Linked DNA regions of Mus musculus: all the other regions are linked to region 3. The links are chromatin contacts, called in public ChIA-PET and HiChIP or PLAC-seq maps. All regions are on one chromosome and are shown on one strand. The core of a region is the stretch at or near the end of the contact, and the rest is flanking DNA. Distances in the headings are between cores, read along the strand shown.

The links. ChIA-PET counts read pairs in DNA pulled down with a chosen protein or histone mark. HiChIP or PLAC-seq counts read pairs in DNA pulled down with a chosen protein or histone mark.
Region 1: an H3K27ac HiChIP or PLAC-seq map of embryonic stem cells shows a contact between it and region 3, with 3 times the contacts expected there. The contact joins the promoter of Tagln3 here to the promoter of Atg3 in region 3. A contact is called at or near these places in 4 of 39 promoter capture datasets (the C10 cell line, hematopoietic stem and progenitor cells, liver and 1 more), 1 of 484 Hi-C or Micro-C datasets (erythroblasts), 3 of 115 datasets of contacts at active chromatin or transcription factors (embryonic stem cells, forebrain and pro-B cells) and 1 of 9 other capture datasets (pancreatic islet).
Region 2: an RNA polymerase II ChIA-PET map of memory CD8 T cells shows a contact between it and region 3, with 40 read pairs. The contact joins the enhancer-like site here to the promoter of Atg3 in region 3. A contact is called at or near these places in 3 of 39 promoter capture datasets (the 3T3-L1 cell line, cranial neural crest and liver), 3 of 484 Hi-C or Micro-C datasets (CD4 T cells, erythroblasts and rod photoreceptor), 2 of 115 datasets of contacts at active chromatin or transcription factors (memory CD8 T cells and microglia) and 1 of 9 other capture datasets (adipose tissue).

The regions. Positions count from the first base shown.
Region 1 is chr16:45,722,808-45,727,128 of GRCm38.p6, forward strand. Tagln3 (transgelin 3) reads right to left here and starts at 1,724. Exons shown (of 4, transcript NM_019754.3): 1 at 1,320-1,724; 2 at 116-290. The coding sequence starts at 1,499.
Region 2 is chr16:44,358,883-44,363,667 of GRCm38.p6, forward strand. All of the region lies in intron 4 of Spice1 (spindle and centriole associated protein 1), which reads left to right. Among named protein-coding and RNA genes, the nearest start is that of Spice1, 14 kb to the left of the region's middle. Within about 2 kb of position 3,224, at least 14 of the 459 cell types and tissues checked have an H3K27ac peak or open chromatin away from gene starts, as enhancers often do. A contact at or near this core is called in memory CD8 T cells, where this site is marked.
Region 3 is chr16:45,155,171-45,160,124 of GRCm38.p6, forward strand. It overlaps Atg3 (autophagy related 3), which reads left to right and starts at 3,659. Exons shown (of 12, transcript NM_026402.3): 1 at 3,659-4,001. The coding sequence starts at 3,930. Slc35a5 (solute carrier family 35, member A5) reads right to left here and starts at 3,503. Exons shown (of 7, transcript NM_028756.4): 1 at 3,212-3,503; 2 at 2,291-2,476. The coding sequence starts at 2,456.

The DNA.
Region 1 (4,321 bases), core at 474-2,973, 570 kb after region 3:
AGCAGCACAGGGAATCCCTGTGTAAGTGGCTTTTGCAAATAGAGGACAGAGAAAAGAAGAGGTACTGGGACAAGAGTCCAGGGGAGACAGACCTAAAGCCAGGAGGGCAGTTTACCTTCCCAGAGATCCACTGTTTGAAAAATGTCAGTGGTCCTGACACCATAGACCTCGGCAGCTTTCAGGAACTGAGAGATTTGCTCCATCTGCTTAAAAGCCATCTTTGACTCTGAGATCTTGGGGATGGGTTCTTGCCCTGGTGGATATAAACTGTTTATCAGCTTGCACAGGACCTAAAAAGGGAGTGTGGGGGACAGAGGGTTAGTGTGTTTCCCTTTGCAATAAATGTCACAGGTCAGAAGTGAGTGGTGCATCTACACACACACACACACACACACACACACACACACACACACAGACACACACCCACACCACAGAAGACCCCCAGGGAGCCCATTCACAGACAATAGCTGACCACAATCTTGCAGCCAGAACCTAGTTCCCTCCTTGAAAATCCTGGATGATGAGGACATGATCTCCCATTCTTAATGGAGGATGCATTGGAGGCTCACGGGGAACCGGGAGGATTCTGATCTGCTCTCTGGGATCTGCTGTTTTCACTAACTCATCCTATCTAAGTTTGTGATGCGTCAAAGAACTGAATTGGGTCTTCTCAGAGACTCTTAGAAGCCAAGCCCTACGATGCCCAACAAATAGGTGGGATAGCAGTTATGTAACAGTAAATCACAGCTTGCCAGAAAAGATGGGCTTCTTTGACTTAGCTCAGCTGTCCTCCTGGAACCCAAACACACAGTATCTGGACAGAAAGGCACTTATCACATAAGGATTCCCTTCCTGTTCAGGGGAACTCATCTGCTCAAGAGATCCTGAGCACCTCCAAGGGATACAGCTTCCATGGAGGATGACAAGTTGGCTAGCCTGACCCCCTTCCTTTGTTTCACCGTGTAACCAGCTGGTTCCCTTGGGGGTAAGAACAGCCCAAGAAGGCTAAGGAGATCACACAGCAGCAGCGCTTAGCCCTACTCTGAATGGAAACATCAAAAGGGCTCCAGTTTTGCTTACAGCTCAGAAGGAAGCTTGAGTCTCATATAGGTGGAGAATCCTCTAAACTAGCTAGGAAATTGTGCAGAGAGCCCTCAGAATTGCAGCCAGCCCTGGAGAAATAAAGGCATGCTCATCTCTCCCGGTGAGACCCAGACCTTGGCAACAGGGGATCTCCCCGGGCCTCACATGGAAAGAAAAGGCCCTAGCAGGGTTTCCCTGCCCAGCGCCCCAACAACCAATATCCTTGCCCGCCTTACCGTCCCGTCCATCAACCATTTCTGAAAATGGGCCCTGCCCGGGGGCGGGTGCTCTATATCCTCAGCACACTGCAGGATGATCCAGTCCACCAGCTTGTTCTCCAGATCCGCGTCATACTTCTGCTCAATCTTCTCCTGCACCTCTCGGCTTAAGCCATAGCTCGGACCCCTGTTAGCCATCTCTGGAAGAGAAGAGAGGACACACGCGGCATCCACACAATAGCAGCCACAGGAGCCCCCGGGTTTCCTGAGAACCCGGCTGGGATGTGGCAGGGAGGCCGAACCCAGCAGCAGCAAAGCGGGCAGAAAGCCGGGCGTGGTTTAAAATCAAGGAGCCAATGAAGCCAATGGGGTTTCACCTACAAACGGGAAAGAAAAGCGCAGCCACGCGCCGCTCTGGACTCTAGAATAAAGCCCTGGCCAGCCCACGGGGGGCTGGAACCCCCCTTTCTCAGTCCTGCCTGTCAGGCAGACCGGATGATGTACATGGGACTCATTCGTGAGCATAAGCCCCCAGACAGACGGTGGGTGGTGGGCGATGGTTGCTTGCTTCCGCTCTCAGCAGCACTTTGCTAGAGATGCCCAGAGCAGGTAATTAACAGGCGGGAGAAAGGATGTCTCAACATTACGCCGCGGATGGTGCAGGAGATTGGAAGCAAGGCGCCCTGGATTTGATTTTCTCACGGCTAAGGAGGGTCAAACCAGGGCTGTTGCTAAGAGCGCCCCAAAACCAGCCCTCTCCTAGACAGGCCAGACCGCCTGCCTCCCGCTGGGAGCTTCTTTCTCTGCCGCACAATCCTTTCTTCTCCTCTGGGAAACCCAGCATTGTATCTGAGGCCCCACACAGCTGCCTGAGGGGACTTGGGCCTCTGGGAGGGTCCATTCTGCTAAGTGCCCATCTGCCAGGAATAGCCAAACCACTTTAACCTTGCACTGAAGGGACAGTTGTTACAGGACAGGATGGGGTCGGGATGGGGGTGACACTGGAAGCTGCAACCGTTTACTTAAGCTGTCAAGGCAGTTCCATCCAGAAACTTCCAACCCGTAGAAAACCTCTGGGCTTGGTTTGGCTCTATTCAAGGGATAAGTCTTATAAATGTTACTTTAAAATAAAATATATAAGACAAATTTTCTAATTAAACAGAAGTCTCTCCGTACCCTAAAAGTTTTGGTAGGTTGCATTCAGTGCACAGATATTCATGCAAGTAAAACGTTCATGAATATAAAATAAATATTTTAAATTAGTATTTTTTTAAAAGGTGAAAAAGTCTTAGAATCAGCAAGTAAACTGAGACTGGAACGTCAGACTGGCTCCAGGTAATAAAACACTGCTTTGCAAGGGTTTGAGGTTAGAGTTTTCAGTAATTTTAAGGGTCAGTTTGTAAATTCTGTCATCTTTAGTTACTGGGTTACATAAGTAAAAGTGACAAAGATGAAGTATCCAAAATGAATTGCTCTTTATTTTTGTTACACTTCCCAATAATTTATATTCTTGAAGATATTTGTATTCAAGTCTCTACAGAAGATAAACACTGTATAATTGTATGGTCCTGGGCTTTCTTCGCCACATTGCTTTCAGAGATGCCACAGCGGAAGTTTGAATCTGGTCCTGATGAGAATCCATATCCCAAGGATGGTGGCAAGTGCCAGCAGTAAAAAGCCAGTTATTAGGCACTTACCAACCTCACACTAATTTGCCATGCAAGGGAATTCGAATATTTTCAGGAGAAAGAAAACCACCAGATCATCACTGGATAAAAGGCAAGAGACTCACTCATCTGACTGATGTAGCTGAATTAATAGTGGTGCTACTTTACTGCAGAAGAACTCACAGGTAGGGTGGTATACAAAGGACAGAGGTAATAAAAGTTGGTCCTGCTACTGTCTGAGATCATTGGGCGACTGTTTTATAAGTCTGGCGCTCAGGAGAATCATCTAATGGGTAGAAACTTGAGTCATCTGCTTGGTAGGTAGGAGTTAAAACCATGAACCTGGGTGACGTTACTCAAGCAAGTAACATGAAAAGACCATCAAGGCCAGAACTAAAGGAAAATTAACATTACAAGTTGGGCGGGGGTGGGGGGGAGGGCGGAGGCCCTGAGGAATTCAGGCACCAAGTCCGAGCTGTTTGGGGATAAATAAATGATGCCATAAAAACAAGTTCAAACTCAAAAGTGCTTTAAAGAAAGAGATTGGAGCATCAGCAGAGGATTTCAAGGCAGTAAATTCTATCAATAATGCACAGGCAAAGCACTGTCATGGCAGGGACCGTAGGGACCAACCTCCTGGAGTAAGAGGGATGGGCTGAGTCAAGGGCTGCGAAGAGATGCTGAAGGCTACGAATGAAGACCCAGTGAGCTTCATTAATTGATGGAAGAAAGCAAACCTCTCAGTAAACCCCTGAATATACCAGTATAAACAAGGTAAAATGGGAAGTATCATGCTCCCTAAAATATATATTTACCTTAGAAACTTGCCTGCATTTTTCTAGATGTAGTCTCTATATTCTATTTCTGTCATAACTCAAGAAACTCTAGTTCCTGGGATTCAACGCCATTTTTTGGTCTCCTCTGGCACTTAAAAGCACGTGGGCACATGAATTCATGAAGATGCACACACATAAACATAAAACATATTTCTTCTTTTTTAAAAAAAAGAACTTCAAAAGAGTCAGTTAGCCCTCCATATATGAAGATTCCACATTGAGGATCCAAATTATATATATATATATATATATATATATATATATATATATATATATATATATATATATATATATATATGTGTGTGTGTGTGTGTGTGTGTGTGTGTGTGTGTGTGTGTGTGTGTGTGTGTATAAATAAAACAAAAACAAAAAGCAAGACAAAAAATCCAAACCCAACCAAATATAACCCAAAAACATAAACAAAAAGCATAACAAAATACCCTTGTGTGGACCTGGCATAGCAGTGCAGTTCATGCCTGTAATTTCAAAATTAGAAGGTTGAAGCAGGCCAGGCAGT
Region 2 (4,785 bases), core at 1,974-4,473, 800 kb before region 3:
TGACAATTGAAGCTGAGTCCTCTAGAAGAGCAGCTAGTACTCTTAGCCACTGAGCCATCTTTCCAGTCCTGCTTTTAAAGAGATTACCACAGTCTTGGGCAAAATAATTAGTACTATGTATCTGTAAACTTCTGTAATTATGTCTCAGTTCAACAGCATAGTAGAATTACCTGGAAAAAATGAAATAAAATCAGATAATTTTGTATGCGTGTTTACCTAGGTCTTAAGCCATTTTTCTCTGGCTTAACCTTTTGCCTGCCTGGGTGTTTGAAGAAGCAATCAGATATGTAGGGTGAACAGTGTGTCAAGCAAGAAGGAGCTACAATAGAGCAGCCTTTTTTATTTGGACTGCAGTCCTAATAAAGGAATGTGTCGTGCATGTGGCCCCTTACCCAGGGTTAGCGTACAGTGCTTGCCATCTGCGTGGCCTTTCACGGTGGCTTTAAGCCATAGGCTGCCTTTTGAGAAGTTCCTTAGAGTTCTTAGAAAAATCTGCATCGAGGAAAACTGTGTCTCCCAAATAAATGTTTATAAGACATGAGGAAGGAACAGTGGATCAGAGAATACGACTTCTCATGTTATAATCGTGAGCCAGTCATGCACACATGTTAATTCTCATTGAACAGTCTAAAACCACAGATCTGACCTCGAGACCCTCTTTGGGAGGTTTTCTTTTTCTAGTTTTAATCTTCTTTTCCTTTTAATTTTTGAAGATTTAGTTTCATTTGTTTTCTTTTTTGTATAAGGGTGTTTGCCTGCATCTCTGTCTGTCTGTCTGTCTGCCTGTCTGTCTGTCTGTGTGTCTGTGTGTCTGGTGCCAGTGGAGGTCAGAAGAGGCTGTCAGATTTCTTAAAACTAAGTCACAGAGAATTCTGAGTTACTAGATGGGTGCTGGGACTCCAGCCTCGGCAAGAGCCATGAGCATTCTTTTTTTTTTTTTTAAATTATTTATTTAATGTATATGAGTACACTGTAGAAGTATACTTCTTCAGACACACCAGAAGAGGGTATCTGATCCCATTACAGAGTGTTTTGAGCCACCATGTGGTTGCTGGGAATTGAACTCAGGATCTTTGGAAGAGCAGTCAATGCTCTTAACCACTGAGCCATCTCTCCAGCCTTCATTTTATTTTATTTTATTTCTTGTTGCCATAAGCATTCTTAGCCTGTGATAACCACTGAGCCATCTCTGCAGCTCCCGTAGCTTTTCATACAAGTACTAAATGTAGGTGAAGTAAGGGGACAAGAAGAGTAATGAGGGGACAGGTGCAGGGTCTCATCTGTGGTGTGGTGATTCTCAGTCCTGACTGCACATGAGACTTCATCATGGCCAAGATGCTCCTGAGGAGGGTGGGGAACCACTGTACCTCAACTCTAAGATTCAGAGTTAGTGAAGCTAGGTGGGGAGGTTTCCCCAGTTCCCGTGTGTTTTTGTGTTCTGCAGGGTGTTAGAACTGTAGCTTTTGGTGAGATTTAGATGTTTTCTTTTACTGTCTTACTTAGTACAGTGATCTTTGGCCTCATGAACAATCTACTCCGAGGAATGTGACGGAGACTCAGTAGGAGAAGGCAAAGTGGTGGCTTTACTTGAGGTCTGACTGTAATTAATACCCAGTGTCAACAGATTAGTAAGATTATTCCTCTACTTTCTGCCTTTGTCAGTTTCTACTGTAGCCATAGCCATGTTGATTTATTATATATTTATTATATATATCCATTATAAGTTACGCTTCCTAAGCTCTTAATTATATGGACTTGGAAGATATTTCACCAAAGGTAGAAATTTGGTTCATAAGACAGTATAATATGTATTTTAATAACCCTCGAAGCATCATACAGGTTTTCAGTGTATCCACACACTAGGACATCCCTGTAGGGTGGAGGTGGTGATTAGATTCTATTGATATGCCAGTGTATCTTGAAAGTCAGTAGTTAGAAATAAATTTACCTTTTTAATGTCTAGGTTTGGATGTAGATTTGCCATAATTTATTATTGTTCTATTTGTGGACACTTAGCTTCTGGGAATAAAAGAACTCAATATAGTAACTTAAACAAAACACAGATTTAGTTCTCTCATGGAGAGCTCAGAGGTAGCTGGTAGAGGGTCCCGCAGTTCTTCAGCATCCTGAACACAGGGTGGCTGCTACAGTGTCCTTCAGTTGTTTGCAGGGCAACAGCAAGTGGAAGTAGAGAGTGTCTGCTACTCCTTTTATGCCAGCCATTGGCACTGTGTGCTGTTCTCCAGGACACTATTGCTTGGAGGCTCCTGTATTCAAAGATGGGTTGGAACTTGAGCTGCTTCCTTGATTAAAATGCAGGAGTCGGCTCAGGCATTGTGGCCCATGCCTTTAGTCCCAGCACTCATCACCAGGAGGCAGAGGCAGGTCGGTCTCTGTGAGTTTGAGGCCAGCCTGGTCTACAAAGCAAGTTCCAGGACATCCAGGGCTGTTACAGAAAAAAAACCTGTGTCAAAAACTCACCACAACCACCACCACCACCGCCACCAGGAACTTAGGAGTTGCTATTAAAGGGCAGTATTAGGGATAAGTAGTAGTGTGTGCCACTCAGATTGCATCTTATCTTGGCATGATAAATAATCCAGCAGATAGTCTTCATTGTGTTTTTGGGTACAGGCTTGTTTGTTGGGTTAATTATTAACAGAAGCACTAAGTCAAGGGCTGGTGCTTTAGCTCAGTGTTAGAGCACTTACCTAGGGTGTTTCAGGGTTTACTCTCAAGTACTGGGGGAAGGAAGAAAAGAAAACTAAGGATCAAAGAGCATGCGCATATTTTGTTTCAGTCACTAAATTTTTCTGTGCTTGTGTTGTCTGTATTTAATGGATATGATAGGACGGTAGGCATATCCCTGATACAAAGGCATGGTTGTTACCATGTTAGAAAAATAACACAGCTTATTTTCTATTGATAATTTGAAGAATTTACTACTTTTTGTTTTTAAGGCATTACCCTGTTAGGGTTTCATTGATGTGAAGAGACACCATGACCAAGGCAACTCTTAAAAGGGACAACATTCAATTGGGTCTGGCTTGCAGGTTAGGTTCAGAGGTTCAGTCCATTATCAAGGTGGGGCAGGGCAGCATCTATCTAGGCAAGCATGGTGTTGGAGGAGTTGAGAATTCTACATCATCATCTGAAGGCTGCTAGAAGACTGTCTCCCACGTGGTTAGGAGATGGGTCTCATTGCTCACTCCCCACAATGACACACTTCCTCCAACAAGATCGCACCTACTCCATCAAGACCACACCTCCTACTAGTGCCACTCCCTGGGCAAAGCATAGACAAACCACCACACACCCTCTGTCAAAGTAAAGTCATGGAGCTGACAGAGCAGTTAAGTGGAAAAACAATCTTATTAACAACTACATGCCCGGTGTCAACTATAATCAGGTCTCAAGTAAAACCCATGCTGTGCGCCATTGACGTCGCAGGAAACTAACTAAAGTGGTTAGAGTTTATTTACTATTTCTAGTGTGGGCCCTAAGCCCAGTATTCTGTACGGTGTGTGCTCTTGGCCTTTGCAGTTCTAAAGTTACTCTATGGAAGGTACAAATGGCAATCTCATTAACTGACCTAGCCGGCCGGCCCACTTGGCCATGGCAGAAAGGATAGCAGAAGAATGCTACTCACTTATATTTCTGTATTGTAAAATAGTAATTGCCATGTGATGTGATTTTCTCTATTACAGAGAAATTCCACTCAGCGTGTTTGATATTAGATGCTTTATTGATTTGAGTCAGGGTTAGAAAAGGAGCTGCCTTGATTTTAAGATTCCTTTCAGCTCAAGAATGCCATCTGGTGGCAGTAGGCAGAGTTGACTCATCTGTAGCATATGGCTTTGGGTTTTGTTGTTGTTGTTGTTGTTGTTGTTTGTATTTATTTATTTATTTAGGTATTTATTTCATTTACATTTCTAATGCTACCCCAAAAGTCCCCTACCCTCTCCCTCACCCACTCCCCCACCCACCCACTCCCACTTCTTGGCCCTGACATTCCCCTGTACTGAGGCAGATAAAGTTTGCACGACCAATGGGCCTCTCTTTCCACTGATGGCCGACTAGGCCATCTTCTGATACATATGCAGCTAGAGACATGAGCTCTGGTGGGGTACTGGGTAGTTCATATTGTTCCACCTATAGGGTTGAAGATCCCTTTAGCTCCTTGGTTACTTTCTCTAGCTCCTCCATTGGGGGCCCTGTGGTCCATCCACTAGCTGACTGTGAGCATCCACTTCTGTGTTTGCTAGGCCCCGGCATAGTCTCACAAGAGAGAGCTATATCTGGGTCCTTTCAGCAAAATCTTGCTAGTGTATGCAATGGTGTCAGCATTTGGATGCTGATTATGGGGTGGATCCCTGGATATGGCAGTCTCTACATGGTCCATCCTTTCGTCTCAGCTCCAAACTGTGTCTCTGTAACTCCTTCCATGGGTGTTTTGTTCCCAATTATAAGAAGGGGCAAAATGTCCACACTTTGGTCTTCATTCTTCTTGAGCATGTGTTTAGCAAATTGTATCTTATATCTTGGGTATTCTAAGTTTCTGGGCTAATATCCACTTATCAGTGAGTACATATTGTGTGAGTTCTTTTGTGATTGGGTTACCTCAAGATCCATCCATTTGCCTAGGAATTTCATAAATTCATTCTTTTTCATAGCTGAGTAGTACTCCATTGTGTAGATGTACCACATTTTCTATATCCATTCCTCTGTTGAGGGGCATCTGGGTTCCTTCCAGCTTCTGGCTATTATAAACAAGGCTGCTATGAA
Region 3 (4,954 bases), core at 2,409-4,908:
TTAAAAACCTTTCAAATGCATTCAACTCTGGCTCCCAGCTCTAATGGATTCTTAATGTTCAGCACACTGGCCTGGCACTTACTGTAACTCTTACTGCTCTGTCTTCTCATCTGCACAAGCTGCTACTCCCAAAATCTAAATATCAGTTCAAGAATAACTGAGATCTAAATTCTCCAACATTTAGTTTAAAGCTCACCAAATACACCTACAAGTAACTAGCTCCCTTTTACTCCTTTGCTAGGTGTTTTCTTTATGTGCATTTGTGCCAGTCACTGTTACACATTGTAGTAAACAGGGCATACATAATGGCCTCATGGAAGGTAATACCCTACGACTGTACGTTTTATTCAAGCTTGACCCAACTTACTTTTCCCACTAATAGTCCCTACTAAAACCACTATCAAAGTACTTGCAACTTGGACCAAAAAGATTTGAAATATCCAGTATTTTAACCAATTGCATATGTTTGTGTGTTTTGAATATTTCTTGACTCTATCACCTATATTCTGATAGCAGAGTCGGTTAGTCTTCATCACTTATGGCTTGACTTTCAATAATCTCCTATCTAACTAGCCTTCTTCCATTCTTCCAGTCTACTCTACTGACAAGCAGCTATAATCCTTCAAATGTTTATTTGCCCAGACCCTAGGCAGAACATCACCGATGGGTATATGAAGCCCTTGGCAATGTGTTCCTTCTCTCTCCAGCCAAATGCCCCTTTGTGATCCAACAACACTTTTAAAATGTTTTGCTCAATAATTCTCTCTCTCTCTCTTTGTTGGATTTTTTCAAGACAGGGTTTCTCTGTGTGTAGCCTTGGCTGTCCTGAAACTCGATCTGTAGCCCAGGGTGGCCTTGAATTCAGAGATCTGCCTGCCTCTGCCTCCCAAGTGCTGGGATTAAAGGTGTGAGCCACTATCACCTAATAACTCTTAACTACACGTTTTTCCCCAACTGTTTGTTCTTTTCCCTCTGTTCCTTTTTATAAGTTGCTGTCTTTGATTCCAATGCCCCACATCCCTGTTCTTCTGGCAAATCAACTGGCATCTAGATAGAAGTGGCCCTGCTTCCTATGTACTCTTTTTTCCTATGTACCAAACAAAAAGAGTACATAGGAAGCAGGGCCCACCATCCTCTCCCAGAGAGTACTTTTTCAGACTGTCTCTGCAGCTTGGACATAGTCTTTTTTATTCCATTTCTTTTAATAGACTTCTATAACATATTTACATGTTTATCTCTTCTAATAAACCAAGCTCTTAAGGATATCGTCTGTATGCACTATGAACTCTATGACTGTGACTAGGCCTCTGGTCTAGTGAGGAATTATCTCAATTAGATTAGCCTCTGAGCATGCCTGTAAGGGACTATGTAAATTAGCTTGAGGTAGGAAGAACCACCTTACCTTTGGGGAACAGCATTTCCTGGGCTAATATCTTAGACTAAATAAGAAAGTGAAAATGAGCTGGGTGTGACTTTTTAAAAAAAATTGAAAATATTTTTCCTGTAATATGTCAATGGATGGTAGAATTCTAGTTAGGTGGCAGAAGACTACAGTGGATGAAGTGTATTTAGCAGATCTGGGGAGTACATTTCAACTTTCTGGGATTATAGCTATCGTCAGTTTTGAGTTGCCATGTGGATGCTGGGAACTGAACCTACAGACTCGAGAAAACCAGCCAGTGTTCTTTGCTTCTGGGGTATCTCTTCTGCCCCAAGCATACTCTCTCTTCTTGCTTGATGCCTGTGGGTGCCATGTGAATAACTGCTACGAGAGCTTCCGCTACCATGACCTCTTTGCTTGGTGAACCCTACGCTCAGATAGTGAGCACAAAGAAACCCTTTCCTTAACCTGCTTTGGGCAAGTATTTTGTCAGAGCAATGAGGAAAGAAACTAATATGCTATTAAAACAGAGCCTAGGGCATGATATTAACTGAAGTCGAGACTTACATTCACAAGTAGGAGCCCAACTAGATAACTAAACAAATATATTGTATTTCCAAATAAGCTATAGTTGTATGTTTTACTAGAAATCCAGAAACACTTGTTGGGCATCTGGGTATAATCAGATGTTAGATACACTGTGCTTTACCTTGCACTTAAATGATCCAAATTTCATCCAGGGTTAAAAAAATGTTGCCAAGGAACACACAAGGTTAAAGTTTAAATTTTCAATACACTTTATCATGGACACAAAGCATAGTACTTTAAAAGGCATCACGTATAATTTATTCATAAGAACACCAGGCAAATGATTAAAAGCACCCCATACACATTTCCATTTTAACTCACCTTCATTGGCAGAGTATTTTACCAGTAAGATTCGACTTGAACTTAGAGTAATGAATATAATGCCTAGCAGGAATGTGTACAGCGTTGGTGGGCCTAACCCAGGGCGCCTGGAGCATTTTCTTTCCATTCCACGGGTTTTTAATTGCCTTAAGAAGATCACTTTCATGAGCAGCCCCGTCGGCAGACCTAAGGATTAAACACAATGCAAAGACTGAAGACTGTGAAGAATAGAAAAGGAAACCTGTAGAAGTCTGGCCACAACTACAGCAGACGGAAGACAGCCGAGGACAACAGAGAGGACTTAAAGGAAACAAACCATACTGCCAACATCTGATAGGAGAGGCAAGTCTCAAGACAGAGAGGGGATGGCCAGATTGGAAATAAGTTAGGAAATGTGTAACTGACAGTTTGGGACTGCAGAAAAGCAGTTTATTCGTATTAACTTTGGTCCACAAGGAATGAATTTTGGAATGGCCTTTCCTTTCAGAGCAGAAAAAGAGCTCACTGGGAACGATTCTTTTACAGAAGCGACCTCAGTGCAAATAGTTGAATCACAGCTAATGACTCTTAAGTGAACCAGGATGGGACCAGAAGGCTCATCTTGGGTCAGTGAGCCTAACTGGTCGGTCTTTCACGACAGATGGTCACGAAACTCCAGGCAGGGTAAATACTTGCCCAACGCGCACAGGTAGGATGGGAACATAGAGCCGTCAAGGGCCGCAGACACAGGCCCAAATCAGAGAGCAGGTGGGCACAAGCCAATGGACAGAAGGCCAATGGGTCAGCACTCCTCCCACCTCCACCAGGTTTCCCTCACTGTCAGGGAAACCCTCCCACACATGCGCAATAGGAATCGCGGGCGGCTCCCAAGCCCCTTAACACGCTCGAGCCACAACACTCAGCCCGCGAGGGCGCGGTTACCTCAGTCGCTCAGGGAAGGTTCTAGTGCAAGAACGGACATCATAGAGCCGACATAGTGACTGCCTAAGTTCGTAGTAGCAGCAGTAGGTTTTGAAGGCCCATTGGTGGGGAAACTATGAGCCGGGAGCAAAGGCGACAAAAAACAAAAAACAAAAACAAAAACAAACAAAAAACAATAAAAATCAACCCTTCTCACGCTGCCTTCCAGGGCTGGAATACAAAGCTAAGAGCCGCCCGCTAGGGAAGAGCAGCCTGAGCGGCCATTGCGCAGGCGCGCTCATTCCAGCGCTTCCGGGGGGCGGGCCGGAGGGAGCAGAGGCCGGCCGGTCCCGCCCCCGCGGGCCTCCTTTTGTCACGTGTCCTGGGAGAGTCGAGTCACGTGAGGCCTTAGGTGGCGGCGGGGCTGTTGGGAGAGTGTGAGAAGAGGAAGGGGAAGCCGGAAGGGGTGTTCAGTGGAGCTCCGGGGAAGAGAGACAGCTTGGAGAAGGCCGGGGGCTGCGCGCGCACCCGCCTCTCGCTCAGCCGGCTTGGGCCCTCTGCGGTGGCGGCCAGGTGACAGCTGGGCCGGGCCTCCGCGTGTCGCCGCCCCTCCCCCCCGGCCGGGCCGGTGCCGCTGCGAGGTTCGATGCCAGTCGGGCACGTCCGGGGCAGTTTTTGACTCCCCTGTGGCCCGGATTGCGACAGTCCCTCCGTGCCCTATCGCTGCTCCAGCCCCAGGATGCAGAATGTGATCAACACGGTGAAGGGAAAGGCTCTGGAAGTGGCCGAGTACCTGACCCCGGTCCTCAAGGTAAGCGGGGAGGGTCTGGCTTGCTCTGCCCTGGTTGCCCAAGTCCCGGTCCCCAGCGTGGACGGGGTGTAGAAGGTGGAGGGGCGAGTCGCGCGGCCGGGTGCTGCCTCTTGCCTTGGGCTCCTGGGCCAGTCCCAAGGCTTGCTGGCTTCCCCGCTTCCACTAGAGTGAAACTGGGTGCCTGCTGTCTCCACTGATCAGTGCCGCCTTGGAGTGCACGGCTAGGTGGTGCGGAGCAGAGGTACGAACGTTCTGACATCCATAGTCTTTTAAATAGGTAGACTGGGTTAACCTTTGAAAAGATGACAGCTTGGTGGCTAAACAGCATGCCACGTTTCCTTCCAAGTTTCATAGGAAGTTTTGCTTTTCGGGTGATCTAATTCCCAACTTGCTTAGGTTTCAGAGGAACATAGTAAACTGTGACATGTTAGTAACTCTGAGCCGAACTAGAGCGAAACTTGACGTTTCTCAAGCCTTTAAGGTAGCCGTAAGTGATTATTAATCTTGGACTTGAGTGATCCTACAGCAACAGTTCAGCACAGCCGATTGTATATTGTATAGATTGGAAACACTATTGACATTTTTAGGTGAAAGTTGTGATAGGTTAGCTGTTAGCACAGATTGGATTACTTGCTTTCAAAAGTAAAATTTCAGGGCTTCATTCAGAGCTTTCTTACACCTTCTAGGCTACATACGGTAACTTGATTTTGCTTTGTAAAAAGCAAGCAGTAAAAGAGAAACAGATAATTTTGCGTAGTTTTTGTTCTGTACTTAGCTTTCAGTTAGAATTTTACCAATCTTAGTGCAGGGGTGAAATCTGCTGATGGGCAGAGTAGGCTGTTCGATCTTTCCTTGGCAAGGGGGGAATGCTTTCCAATAATTATTACCAAAATACTTTTGGGCCAGGCGTTGGGGTTGCACACCTTTAATCCCAGCACTTGAGAGGTAGAGGC